Linked DNA regions of Mus musculus: region 2 is linked to region 1. Evidence: chromatin contacts called from public Hi-C data. All regions are on one chromosome and are shown on one strand. The core of a region is the stretch at or near the end of the contact, and the rest is flanking DNA. Distances in the headings are between cores, read along the strand shown.

Evidence for each region. A called contact is a pair of places that touch in the nucleus more often than the background predicts.
Region 2: a Hi-C map of epidermal suprabasal cells shows a contact between it and region 1, with 2.2 times the contacts expected there. The contact joins the enhancer-like site here to the promoter of P3h2 in region 1. A contact is called at or near these places in 1 of 39 promoter capture datasets (macrophages), 2 of 15 datasets of contacts at CTCF or cohesin (CD8 T cells and the NIH/3T3 cell line), 2 of 484 Hi-C or Micro-C datasets (the N1E-115 cell line and epidermal suprabasal cells), 1 of 115 datasets of contacts at active chromatin or transcription factors (embryonic stem cells) and 3 of 9 other capture datasets (adipose tissue, liver and pancreatic islet).

Annotation. Positions count from the first base shown.
Region 1 is chr16:26,101,347-26,107,606 of GRCm38.p6, reverse strand. It overlaps P3h2 (prolyl 3-hydroxylase 2), which reads left to right and starts at 1,794. Exons shown (of 15, transcript NM_173379.3): 1 at 1,794-2,391. The coding sequence starts at 1,924.
Region 2 is chr16:26,145,924-26,153,126 of GRCm38.p6, reverse strand. No RefSeq gene overlaps it. Among named protein-coding and RNA genes, the nearest start is that of P3h2, 44 kb to the right of the region's middle. Within about 2 kb of position 5,681, at least 9 of the 459 cell types and tissues checked have an H3K27ac peak or open chromatin away from gene starts, as enhancers often do. A contact at or near this core is called in epidermal suprabasal cells, where this site is marked.

The DNA of each region.
Region 1 (6,260 bases), core at 545-3,044:
GTCTTTTCTCCTAAGTTTTTTTTTAGCTTTGTCCTGCAGAAGGTTTAGCAACTATTTTATCAGAGCACATTGAATTCCACTTAGTATGTTCTACATTTTTAGTTTGTATCAGACTCCTGTGACCTGTGTTCATTTCCTGCATTTCACTGTAAACTTGCAGAAGTGAGGACACTGGTATGATCACATCTTCTTTCCCCCATCATCCACACACCAGGGGCAGGCACTTAGAGATATTAATTTAGTGACACGTGTTCAGTGATATAGGAATGTCTATGATGTAGAGCTGAGACATGCAAAATTATCTTCACAGCTGATCTGTCTCCTAGATAGCATTTTTTATTCCGTGTGCTTCAAACCCTTCTCCAAATAGATCCATAATTTTAGACTCTGCCACCTTTATCTGAACAGTTCATCACCAGGAGAAAAAAAAAAAAAACTCTTTGCTAATTCTGGAGCACTGACCATCTAAGGCAAGATTTGCCATGAATGGAAATAGACAATTTTGAGAATTTTGGTGTAAAAATTAATATGTACATGAATCAGTTTTTTTTTTTCAGAGTTATTTAGCCAGCGCGGTTCATGGCCAAAAGGGTGAGAAACTCAACAAGAAGAAGGGAAAGGTTGCGACACTAGCCACCTTTTTTGAATAGTGACCATTTTACACAAAGACTTTCTTCAGCAAATTCGGGTCAGTTGGACAATATATGCGGTTCTTTCCCGTTGGTTATCTTTCCAATGGCCCAGAGACTGAGGTGAGATTCCCACAGACAGTTCCAGACAAACAGAAGTCCTCCCAGGGAATTGCAGGCTGGACTCCAGAGTCTAACACACTTTCCCCCCCTTTTTCTGGGAGTGTGGAGCCAAGGGACAGAAAAGAGGGGAACACCTTGGCTAAGAAGGTATTTATGACCCAACAGACGGGGAGGAACAGGAAAGCCTCCAGCTAGTTCCTTGGACTCTGGCAGCTGTTTCTGTCAAGTTTCCCACTTCTAGATTGATGTTCATTGCTTAAGTCCTGGGGTACTGGGTTTGTTAAACTGACTCTTTGTTCAACTCTCACAATAGGGATTTATGTCTGAATATCACTGGACATGTTGGGCATTTGGCTGCTTTGGATGAGGTAAGTAACAGAGGCCCAGTGCACATCTGGAAAACTGCCAAAGGCAGAACTTAATGTACAGCTCCACTTTCCTCCAGCGGTCTGAACAGGAAACTCGGGTTATTTATCGTTCTTGCCCAGTCTTCACATTCAATACAGGAACACATCCACACTTAGCCATGGGAGAAAGCAAGAGGGAGGAGACCCTGCCCTACAGGAGGGCGGGAAGCTTCTATTTTTGTGGGGCAGAGCTAGGTTCATCCTTTGCTTATTCTTAGCTGTATAAACTTGGGCAAACCCCTTTCTCCTCAAACCTACTCAACTGGCCAGGGGCCCTCCTCCCCTTCTCTAGAGCTTTTCAGGCAGTCTGAAATGCCCCTTCATGTTGCATCTAAGAGTGAAGGACTGCAAAGAGCAAGTCCACATAGATTCCAGAAAACGACTGTGGACCTCACTTCCCCAAGTGCTGAAGATAAAGCAACACCATCGTCTTCTGCCACCCACAAGGGACCCCACACGCAAAACTTGTCCCCAGGGGTCGGCCTCTCAGGACTGTGCTAGCTCTCAGGCAGCTGGAGCGCGGCTCGCGGAGGCTCGGCGGCAGGAGGAGCGTGTGAGCTGGAGGCGTCCCTTTAAGAGCGGCCAGCTGGGCGAGCCTCCGCCTCCAGGACCGCAGCGCTGCCGGCGGTCACCTGGGGCTGTCGCGCAGCGGGATCACGGCAGGATCGGCTCGCTAGCCCTCGGAGTTGGAGCGGGGCTCGAACGTGAGTTGCGGTGGGGCAGGCAAGAAGCGCGACGATCTCCCTCCACGGGTCCGGCGGAGGATGCGGGAGAGCACGTGGGTGTCGCTGCTGTTGCTGCTACTGCTGCCCACACCGCAGCGGGGCGGCCCCCAGGACGGTCGCCGGTCCCCGGAGCCAGAGCCCGAGCGCGGCCCGCTGCAGCCCTTCGACCTGCTCTACGCCAGCGGCGTGGCTGCCTACTACAGCGGCGACTATGAGCGAGCGGTGCGGGACCTGGAAGCCGCCCTGAGCAGTCACCGGCGCCTACGGGACATCCGCACGCGCTGCGCCCGCCACTGCGCGGCGCGCCGTCCGCTCGCGCCCCCCGGCGCCGGCCCCGGAGCCGAGCTGCCCTTCTTCCGCGCGGTGCTGGAGCGGGCGCGCTGCTCCCGCAGCTGCCAGAGCCAGCGCCTGGGCGGCCCCGCGTCCCGCCACCGCGTCAGCGAGGACGTGCGCAGCGACTTCCAACGCAGAGTTCCCTACAACTACCTGCAGAGGGCCTACATCAAGGTACTGAACGTGGCTGCGCCCATCGCGGGTGACCCTAGGGTTGGCTTTGTGGGATAGGGGGTGGGGTGGGAGGGAGCATTGCTCTACACTCCATCCAGCCTTTCGCAGTGGCTCTGCTTTGCGTGCAAGTAGAAGCCCAGAGACTAGACTAGATGAAAGTGGGCAGATCAGCTTTGCTCTCTGTCTCAGCGTCCTCTTCACTCGCAAAAATGGGCTGTGCCAAGAAGAGCATATCAAAAGTGTCTTTCAACACTTCGGTGGTTGTGCTCTACCTAGACCTAGAGTAAATTCTTTGACATAGCCCACTCCTGATCTCCTTTTAGCTATCCCTCTTACTCTGCAGTCTGATCTTCTAAGTTTAAGAAACGGCCCTAAACGGTCCTAAAAGTTATTTCTCTTCAACTAAAGAAGAGCAACGAGATAAAAAGTCGTGGAGGAATGATGCTTGAAGCTGTATGAGGCAATCTACTGAAAGTGCGGATTTCTTTGGTACTGGTTTAGGTTCCTGGGGTTCCCACCATTTAGGACCACTTCACCTCAGATGCCCAGCGCTCTCTGCTTTTACTTGCGTCTATGTACCTTCCCCGGAGTTGCTGTCAGGAGGTATACAATCAAAACTGGCATACCCCAGAGCCCCAGTTAAAAAGACCTAACTAGCTGCATGGCAAAAATGTAGAATGAATTACCCAGCCCCTCACTTCCACAAACTCATGTTTCTCAGGGTCACATTTCTTATGCCTATCTTTCTGAGTCAATATATCCAGGTCTTTCAGACAGCAGTGGGAGGAGTTAATATGGTCACAACAGAGACCAGATCTCAAGAGCAGTGTGCATGGTGCTGAGGTTCAGGAGTTGACTAGTTCGGGTCAAGGACTGACAGAGAACCCAGAATTCTCTCCAGGACATGTGTGTTGTCTGTTCTCTTGTGCTTTCCAATGGATTTGCTGAAGACATGTATCACGCATAAATCTGCCTTTTAGAAAGAAAAGGGCACAGTTTTTCCTGTTCTTTCAGAAATTAGTCAGTTCTGGGGGAGGGACTAAGCTGGTTCCCAGAGCAGAATGTGAGTGATCCTGTCGTGTGGTCCTTTTGAGAGTCTGGGCTGCAAGGGGGAGATGTGGCCATTTTGCTGATGAGTCTGTAGCTCGTGGCAAATAGATTTTCTCTTCTCCGGACGAACAGGAGAAGAGAAGGATGCATACTCATCCTGTGAAAATAAACAGCCATGCAGTCAGCATGTGGATTTCTGTGATTCTGTAGGCATATATTTTTATGTAATATTAACATTTATTTCTCATCCCCTTACCCCTGGTCCCCAATGAGAGGTCAAAGAAGATGAAACCATAAGCCTAAGAGGCCTTTTCTAATGACTTTGATTAACATAACTGACAGATTCCGAGGAAGGAAATGTTTTTACCCCTATAGGAATTTGCTCATTACCACCTACAGGCTGCATTAGAATTCTTCTCTTCTCTGTGCTTCATGGAAACTCTAAGGTAGACTTGCCTTCTTCTCAGGGAGACACACACACACACTGACACACACACACTGACACACACACAAACACATATGCACCATTACCGCCATCTTTGGACTGTGGAATATTCACTAGCAGGGTGACCAGCTCTTGTGTATATGTGTATGGTCATAGTGCCATGTATAAGTGAATTTATATAGTCCGAAAGCCACATGAAACTGAATTGCTCTTGAGATCTGGGACCCAGTTTGCACTTAGGAGTCTATCGTAGCCTAGATATAACTCAGTGGAAACAGGAGGCTTCGCAGAGTTAAGGAAGAACAGGCATTCTCAACTAGAGGATAAACACACTGTGCTCGCTTTCAGGAGTAATATCCTTCCACACCCAGGATAATGAGCTCCTGGAGGCAACTGATCCCTGATGCTCATGTGTTGGAGATTAAGAAGAGATGAGAACTGTAAACTCTGACACTTTGCACTTCACTTTCTTTTTTGAGGGATGAAGATCGGGATGTCCAGAAGAAAGGGACTTGCTCCTTGTTACCTGAGTGGTGTTAGTTTGGCATGTTGATGGAGTGAGCCAAGGGCTTATCCAGAGTCAGTCCGGGTTCTCTGGCTAATGGACTCCAGCCTGTGCTATGGCCAGAGGCCATGGTTGGCTCTGGGCTCTGTAGAATGCTGGACTAGTGGGGATTACACTGAAGCCAGGTTTGGACAGCTCCAGGGGTGAGCAAGTCCTTGTTCCCTGAAGTCACAGGTATCCATTCCTCTCTAGTACTGTTGTATCCAATCTGCACAGAAGCCTGGAGTGTGGGAGAACTGAACAGTTATGTGGTGGTAGCCCTACAGAGGCATAGTTTACCTTGGTATGCAAAGACAGGGTAAGAATCATCCAACTTAAAAAAAGGTCTCTCTCTCTCTCTCTCTCTCTCTCTCTCTCTCTCTCTCTCTCTCTCTCTCTCTCTCTCATAAGATACAATTCATCAGCCATAGCTTAAACCCTAAGATATGGCTATTAATGTGGCATTCCTTGGAGAGTGCATAGTGGTTACTCTTTGCTACTGCATGGAGCCTATATGGTGTGACCCAACGTCTACAGCCTCTGTCCCTTCCCCTTTCCAGGTCTATCTCTCCACATCTAACACTTTGGATCTTGGCCTTGCTATTCTTCCTGGGGAGCTTGAAGGCCCTGGAATAGAAAAAGATCAGAGATTCAAGATTGTTGTATCATACGTCAGCTTTCTATTTTCCTGTCTGTGAGATGGGGAAATACTACCTGCTTAGTCTGAGGTTAGTTTAAGACAGACTAGAGTCTGACTCTTAAGAAACACTACAGTGCAGTTATTAAAGGATTCCCACTTCTTTGCATGTTGAAATCATCACTAACACAGGGGCTTCCATAGCTCCCAGCAGCTGTTTTGAATGCTCATGGAAGAGAACTTTCCTCTTTTGTCTTTCTATCAAACTCCATTTTTAAAAGTGTATATGCCCTTGCTTCTGTGAGCTCCCTGGAATCAAGAACTGCCAATTCTTTTTGCATTTTTTCAAAAGAAAGAGTTGTCAGGCATGGATGCTTACTGGTTAGGTAACTCTTACCTTTGGGGGCATGAGAACATGAGTGAACATTAGCATTTTTGTCAAAAGGTCTGCGCTGGGTCATCAACAATCATATCTAATATCTTAAACAAGATGGGTAGGCATCAAAGCTCAGTATCCATCCATTTGTGACAAGGATACTAGGTCAGCTTTATGCGTGAGAAATAATGAGAGACATTTCTGTGAAGGTCAACAACCACATTTGGTGGGTGTCTGTTTCCTGGATGTCAACTGGTGTGAAAAGCAAAACGACAGATGGATTTCTTGCTAGTTTGCACTTAGAAGTTCTGGCTGTTGTTGCAAGCTCTTCCTGCTCTATCCACTTAGTTGATTTGATTTCTCTCTCTCTCTCTCTCTCTCTCTCTCTCTCTCTTTCTCTCTCTCTCTCTTTAAAAATTTACCTTTTGTTTTTCTCACTTGAAGCTGCACTCTATCCACTGTACCTATTTTATGAGCATTTGTGGCATTTTAAACAAAAGTAAGGGAGATTAAATAATCTTATCTGTGCCCTGCCTTGATCTTCAATCTTGAAATTTGTTCTGCTCCTATGCATTGACATGCTACATCCTGGGCCTGGTTGCCTCATGGATAAGAGAATCCTTGCTCGCATCAAATAATGGTGCCTGACTCCTTAATTTAAAACTATTTGTTAAATAAAGATGCTGATAGGTGGGCAGAAGAGAGGTAAGTGAGGTTCCTGGGCTTGGGGTCCGAGGAGGACTACCAGGAGAGAGAGAAGAAGGTAGAGAGAGAAGATGACACCGTAGGGTAGATGAGTCATGAAAACCTGGCCATG
Region 2 (7,203 bases), core at 4,432-6,931, 42 kb before region 1:
CCTTCTCCATGGCTCCCTATGATGAGTCATGATGAAAGAGGCAGTTCATGTTTCTAAACTGTGTATTATACAATTTGCAAAACACATGAAACTCAAGAAGCAGGAAGACCAGGGAGCAGGAGTGACCTAAGGTCTCAGGTGTGTGCCCAGTGAGTCTCCAGCTCTCCAACTGCTCTACCGTACCAAGCTTCCTGGTATGGTTTTACCATCCCACATTGCTGGGTGTGGCTGGAACTGTCTCAGGGCTGCACAAAGTTTATAGCTAAGACTGAGGCCTGCATTGATGCTTCTGGAAGTTTAGATGAGCATGGCTTGCCTCTATGTGGTCACGACTTCTTTTATCACAGGAAGAGGCCTTCTAGTCATGTTGTGTAGTCTCCTTAGAGTGATTCCAAGACCTAAGTTGGTGAACCTATCAGCTGAGGCATGGCTTAGAAATTGATCTGGTGTTAGGACCAAGGCCAAGAAAGATAGTAGCTAGATCCACAGAGAAGAAATACTCTTTCTGTACCATGTTCGTGAGCCTACTATGTTGGCTGTGAGCCTGACCTCTTAAAATATGCATCTTCATTCTTTGGTTTCAAACAGCGTTTTGCTGCCTCCAATCTGGATCTCAGAAGTTTCCTAGAAAACCACTTTGTGGTATGGGCAGCTGTCAAATGGTTGTCACTGTGGGGATGCTTGCTGGGAAACTCCTCTTTTGTCATCTTGCTGACATTACTAAGGGAATAGCATTAACATCTTTATGCCACTGTTCCCCACCCCATTGTTTATTAGTACAAATTTTGTTTCTGCAACCATGCCACTTCTTGAAAATGTTCTTTTTCCAACAAGGTTGATTCATGCTTATATCTCAGTGGCTTTTCTAGTCGATTGTCTGATCATAGAAAGCTACCATTGCTTTCTCTTTTTCTACTACCACCTTTGGAATAGTTAAGTTTCTTTAAGTCAAAGTTGATGGGATTTTCTTCAGCTTTTTGTGTTTTCTTTGACACTACTGATCAACATTGCCTATCCCAAAAGTCATATCTACAATATTTTCAAAGAAATGTCTTTATTCCAATTTACATGTGAAATGTGTATGGTATATCACCCTCATAAACTGAGAATACTTTGTGAATTGAAAACTCAAATAATCATTTTAAAAGTTCAAACATCAGCCCTGGTAATATCACTTTATGTTGAATAATAGGCTGAGATTGATCATTGTATTTATCTTATGAACCTGTTGGTAAAGTTGGTGATTTCTTTAGTGAAGGTGTGAAATGTTGGCCTGATTAGAGTATATTTAGAAATAAACAAAAAGGAAAGAGGGGCCCTAGCATGTACGGACTACTTTATAAAAAACATGTACAGACTAATTTACAAACATAACACTCTATAAAAAATATGGCCTCCATATGAGTAGTTTAAAAGAGAAACTATTCCATCCCACTAGTGGTGATGAATGTGATTTTGAAGAAGTCTTTGAGACTAAAGAAGTGTGATTCATTTTACAATCTGGATATTGAATGGGAATAGGCAAGGATGGGGCAGAACAAGACTTTTGATATAGCTCAGCTATACCTTCTGTATTCTTATTCGAGGTAAAATGAGGGATCATATTCTAATTGCTTCTGCTTTTTCAGATAAATGTGAAAAGCAGTCCTATACTATCAGAGAAGACTTGGGGATGTGGAAAAGCTTCAGGTGGTGGCACATGCCTTTAATACCAGCACTTGGAAGGCAGAGGTAGGTAGATCTCCGTGAGTTCAAGGCCAGCCTAATCTACAGGGCAGGTTCCAGGACAGCCAGAGCTAAACAACAAAAGTCTGTCACAAACAAACAAACAAACACACGTCTAAAGAAAGGTGGAGTATGTATTCAGTCATGAATCTTAGTTGATTTCCTAGTATGCTTGAGGTATCCCTTGCCTAAGTCTGAAGTCTCAACTGTGAACCTACACCTATCATAAAGTTGCTGATTGACAGCAACAGCCTCTCTCCATGACTCACATTAAGGGACAGTGTTACTACTGCTCTTTGAACAGCTTCCTTCCTCCCAGTTCTCTGTGAGCTCCCACTAAAAACTGACAACCATGACAACTTTTATAAGCAGGGATTTTATTTATTTATTTATTTATTTATTTATTTTTAGTCCTTTTACTTATTCACTTTACATCCCACTCACAGACACTGCCTCCCATACTCCTTCCCCCATTCCTCCTTCCCTTCTTCTCTGAGCAGGTGGGGTCCCCTTGGATATCCTCTCTACCCTGGCACTTCAAGTCTTTACAAGACTAGGCGCATCCTTTCCCACTGAGGTTAGCTAGATAAGACAGCATAGCTAGAATATATCCTGCAGACAGGTCACAGCTTTTGGGATAGCCTCTGCTCCAGGTGTTCAGGACCCACATGAAGACCAAGCTGCATATCTGCTACATATGTGTGGGAGGCCTAGGTTCAAATCATGTATATTTTTTTTGGTTGGTGGTCCAGACACTGAGAGTCCAAATGGCCCAAGTTAGTTGATTTGTTGGTCTTAAGGTGGAGTTCCTATCCTCTTCGGAGACAGTAATCCTTCTTAGTCTTAGATAAGTGTCCCTAAGTTCAATCCACTATTTGGCTGTGGGTGTCAGTATCTGTTTGAGCTAGCTGCTGGGTGGAGACTCTCGGCTTCTTTCTGCAAATATAAGATAGTATAATTAGTAGTGTTGGGGATTGGTGCTTGTCCATGAGATGGGTCTCCAGTTGAATCAGTTACTGGTTGGCCATTCCCTCATCTTTATAGCAGGGTTTAAAAATGATTTTAATTATATATTCAAAGTACAGAATTGGAAACTCTTGGGAAGACTGACATTCTTTGAAAACACCTATAAATGACCCATTCCACTTATGCTGTGTACTTGTGGTTTGTAGAAAATAATTGATTCTTCTTTGAATTTGCTAGCAAAACCCAGAGTTATACTCTGAGTACAGCCTCCAACCTTATCACTGAAGACAAGAGCTTGATGAGCTTATATGTCAGAACAGAATCATGAAACCCAAAAATGGTTCAAGAGCCACCAAGAGTCAAGCTCTCATTTCCTCTGAGAACAGTAGGCTATCTGTGGGGATATCTTCAGCTGAATGTGTCTTAAGCTACCACCCTGTGTTTAGTTTTCTAAAGATTGGTGACCACATCTGAGAGGATCCTGAGTCTGCCTTTTCTCAAAAGCCACAAACTACATATAGAATTTCCAAGTTATCCCCAGCATTTGTTTTGTTTGAATCCATGGAAGCCACTTGAAATAGAACTGAATTAAGAGAATTAGTCAACTACATGAGTGATACTGCCATCATATTCTAGGCTCTGAGGCTAATATGAAGTTAGCTGAGATAAATAACTTATTTTCATATAAATTTCTTAGAACTAAGTAGATGAAACAAGATTCTAACAGTGGCATAGACAAGCTCATGTGTAAAGCAGTGTCCCCTCAACTGTAAACAGAGAAGGGTAGAGTCGAAATTAATTTTTTTTAACAAAGTCTTATTAGTAATGTCGCACAAAACATTACTAAGACCTCTAAGACAAGCACTTCAGGATCCTTAGTGTTTGGTTTATTGGAAATCCTCAATTTTCCTGTGGAGGAGCCAGTCTGTCTTAGCACTCCAGCCAAGATGTCCCACCCATTACAGATTCATCATCCCCTTGAGGATAGACTGACAAAGGGCCCCTGTTTACAGTGTTGCTGGCTTTGCTGGACAAATGAAACCCTCTTTCCATAAAGAATGTTGGCCATTATGTTTATTTATTCCTTATGAGTAATAAGTGGTGAGCAGAGAGCTTTTTTGTAGGTGAGCAGTGTTGACTTGCTCTATTTTTCTGGTTCTTTCAACATCAACACTTGCTCTTTTTTAATTGAGGATAATCCTCATCACCAACAAACCAATCCTTTCACTCACTCCTGGTCATCAGCATGCTTTAGAAATGTCAAGGCTAAATTTTTAGAAAGTGGCATAACAACAATTCCACACGAATTTCTCATTGTATACACACTACTGTGCATGGGAATTCTTGCCAGTATTCCTTTTTCCAGATGAACATCTATGTGATTTACCCTCTATATTTTTTATTTTAATCTTAAGATTTATTTTTATTTTGTTTGTGTATCTGTAAGCGTATGTGTATATGTGTGTCTGTGTGTCTGTGTGTGTGTGTGTGTGTGTGTGTGTGTATGTGTGGGTGTGTGTGTTTGTGGAGACCAAAAAATAGTGTTGATCCTCATGCTGGAACAGCAAACACATTTCTGTCCACCCTGTATATTTTTAATAATAGTATTATCAAAATTTACTCCTATACTTCGAACTTCTTAATTTGACATCCTGGTCCCTTTACTAAAGATTTCTGGTTCCATTTTCTGCCTTTTACCTCTATTATTTTTATGAACCCATCTGTAATATTGAACATTATTATTTAAAATGTCTACTTATTTTCTAACTGTGTACTTTATTTATGCTGTTCTTTTAAAAAAAAAGCCACCATTTGCCTACCAACAAATAATTCTTTCCATGTTGCTCATTCACCATATTCAGTTTTCTTTATAGTTTTTGTAGATTCGTTTTACTAATAAAAAGTTAGCATCACATTTATAGTTCTTCTCATGTCCACGCATGTTTCTGTGTGTCTGTGCGCTTCTTTCCTTTGGGTGTTGTGAAGTCCTTGAGCATAGAGTAGCTGTGGTTTGTCTCAGTATTCTCAATGTCCTAATGTCTTGAAAAATGAAAATCATACAATTCTGCAAATATTGTAAAGAGCACTATGCCTTCTTCTTTCCTCTTGTTTGTTTGGCTTGTTGTTATTCCTATCTGCACATATAATTTTGCAAGGTTGGAATTAGGATCAATAAAGCCAAAAGAGCATAAATAATAATTGTTTATATTGAAAAACATGAATTTATAAATGACTTATAAATGATTAGGTAAAATGAGCTTTAGATTTAAAATTATATTATGTATTGTTATGATAATATCTTTAAAGTTAATCCTCTCTTAGGAATCAATTATTCTCACGGATATGACACACACACACACACACATATATATACATATATATGACATAAATATATATATATGACTTGTATTTTGTACTTGTTATAGATATACACATAGAGCCCTGGCTGTCCTGGAACTCACTTTGTAGTCTAGGCTGGCCTCGAACTCAGAAATCCGCCTGCCTCTGCCTCCCAAGTGCTGGGATCAAAGGCGTGCGCCACCATGCCTGGCCACCTTCCTTCTTTTAGGACTTACATTTTTGCTTATTTTCTGTAACTGTTAATTCTTATAGCCTAAGTTATTTATTCTAACTGATATTCCCTAATATAAGTTATATCTAATTTAGTCATATGGTCTATTTTTAATCCTTACAATAAACTTGGACTCTAATACCCTAGTCCTAGCTGTCTGGAAGCCGGTATTCTGCTAGAAGCCTTCAGATGAAGATATAGAACTCTCAATGCCTCCTGCACTATGCCTACCTGGATGTCGTCATGTCCCCACCTTGATGATTATGGACTGAATCTCTGAACCTATAAGCCATCCTATTAACTGTTGTTCTTATAAGAGTTGCCTTGGTCATGGTGTGTGTTCACAGCAGTAAAACCCTAACTAAGACACACCCTAACTGGCTGTTTTATCTAATCATAACATTCCGCCATTTTCAAGTAACCAGAGATGTGCCTAGACTAGATCTTTAGTCTTCTCTGATAAGATGTATGCAGATTCCTTGTGATGTTCTTCAAGGGACTTTAGATGTTCTTCCTGCCTAGTTTTCTCTCCTCCAACAAGAACTTCCTGTGCTAATCTTCTGACAAGACCCTTGTATTCCAGAGCAGACCTCTAGAACTTCTGCTTCTCTGTCTTCCCGATGTTTCCCACAACTTCTTGCTAACCATAATCTGCCACTCCTGTACTGTTCAGTTGATGCATCACCTCCTCAATGTTTGTATTTTGGGAGCCCTGGGCTATAACCCTGGAAAAAGATTCCATTCACTGCCTCCACCCACATTAGTCAGCAGCAGCAGCAGCCCTGGCACCTGGGATATCCACCCTACACAGGTTTAACACCAATTCATGTCCTGGCAGCTTCTAACTCTTTTACTTTCAGGGTGTTTGCCTTTTAACACCTAGATAGAATACTTGGGTGGGGTGCACATAGTATGAATCATCCCAGAACAGACACTCCCTTGGATGAGAAATACCACTGTCAGACATGTTCCCAGGTACCTGCTATGGCCACAGTCCCTTCAAGGAGCAAGCATAATTTTACAAGTTACTCTAGCACAGTCACCATGGATACAACCACCCCTGCTATCACCACACATGGATGGCTGAACTAACAGCACATTATCTAGTCTGGCCTCAGATGAAGATGTTGGTTACTGGTTTGCTATCCTAGCTGCCTACAAGAGTCATTAGGAAAGCTTACTAATGTTCAAGCACCTCTCTTAGAATAAAAATTAATTGTTTGAGGTATGATGAGTTATGCTCTTTTTTTTCTCACTGAGATACATTGTGAACTGCAAACAGAAAACTATGCATAAAACACTGATGATTAAGTAACTTCACTGAACTATAGACAAGAACAGAAAATTCCACAAGACTTTGTTTTCCTCCCCTCAAATGACCTATATGAACAACAAGCTAATGTTCTACTCCATAAGCCCTTCTGTTAGTGTGTGTGCATGTGCATGTGCATGTGCATTTGTGTACTCGCGCACTTCAAAATATGTAACCATGTATGTGGAATGAACATGTATGTAAAAGTGTGTGTGCATTAATCCCTATGTGCACGTGGATGTAACAGAACAACTCTGGTGTGGTTTTTCATACTCCATGTTTTGTGAGGAAGAGTCTCTTGCTGACTTGGAGCTCAGTAAGCCAGAGCACCTGGGTAATGAGCCCCAGAGATTCACCTGTCTAGACCTCTCCAGCATTGGAGTCACACCACGAACTCCTCAGCCTAGCTCATTCAAGTGTGTTCTGGGGATGAATTCAGATCCTCATGCTTGCAATAAAATCATTTTATCGGTTGCTCTCTCTCTCTCTCTCTCGTTCTCTCTCTCTCTCTCTCTCTCTCTCTCTCTCTCTCTCTCTCTCTCTCTCTCTCTCTCTCTCTCTGCCCTTGCTATTCATTTTTGCACAGCACACAAAGTAATGAGTTTCACTGTGATGTTTTCTTGAGAAA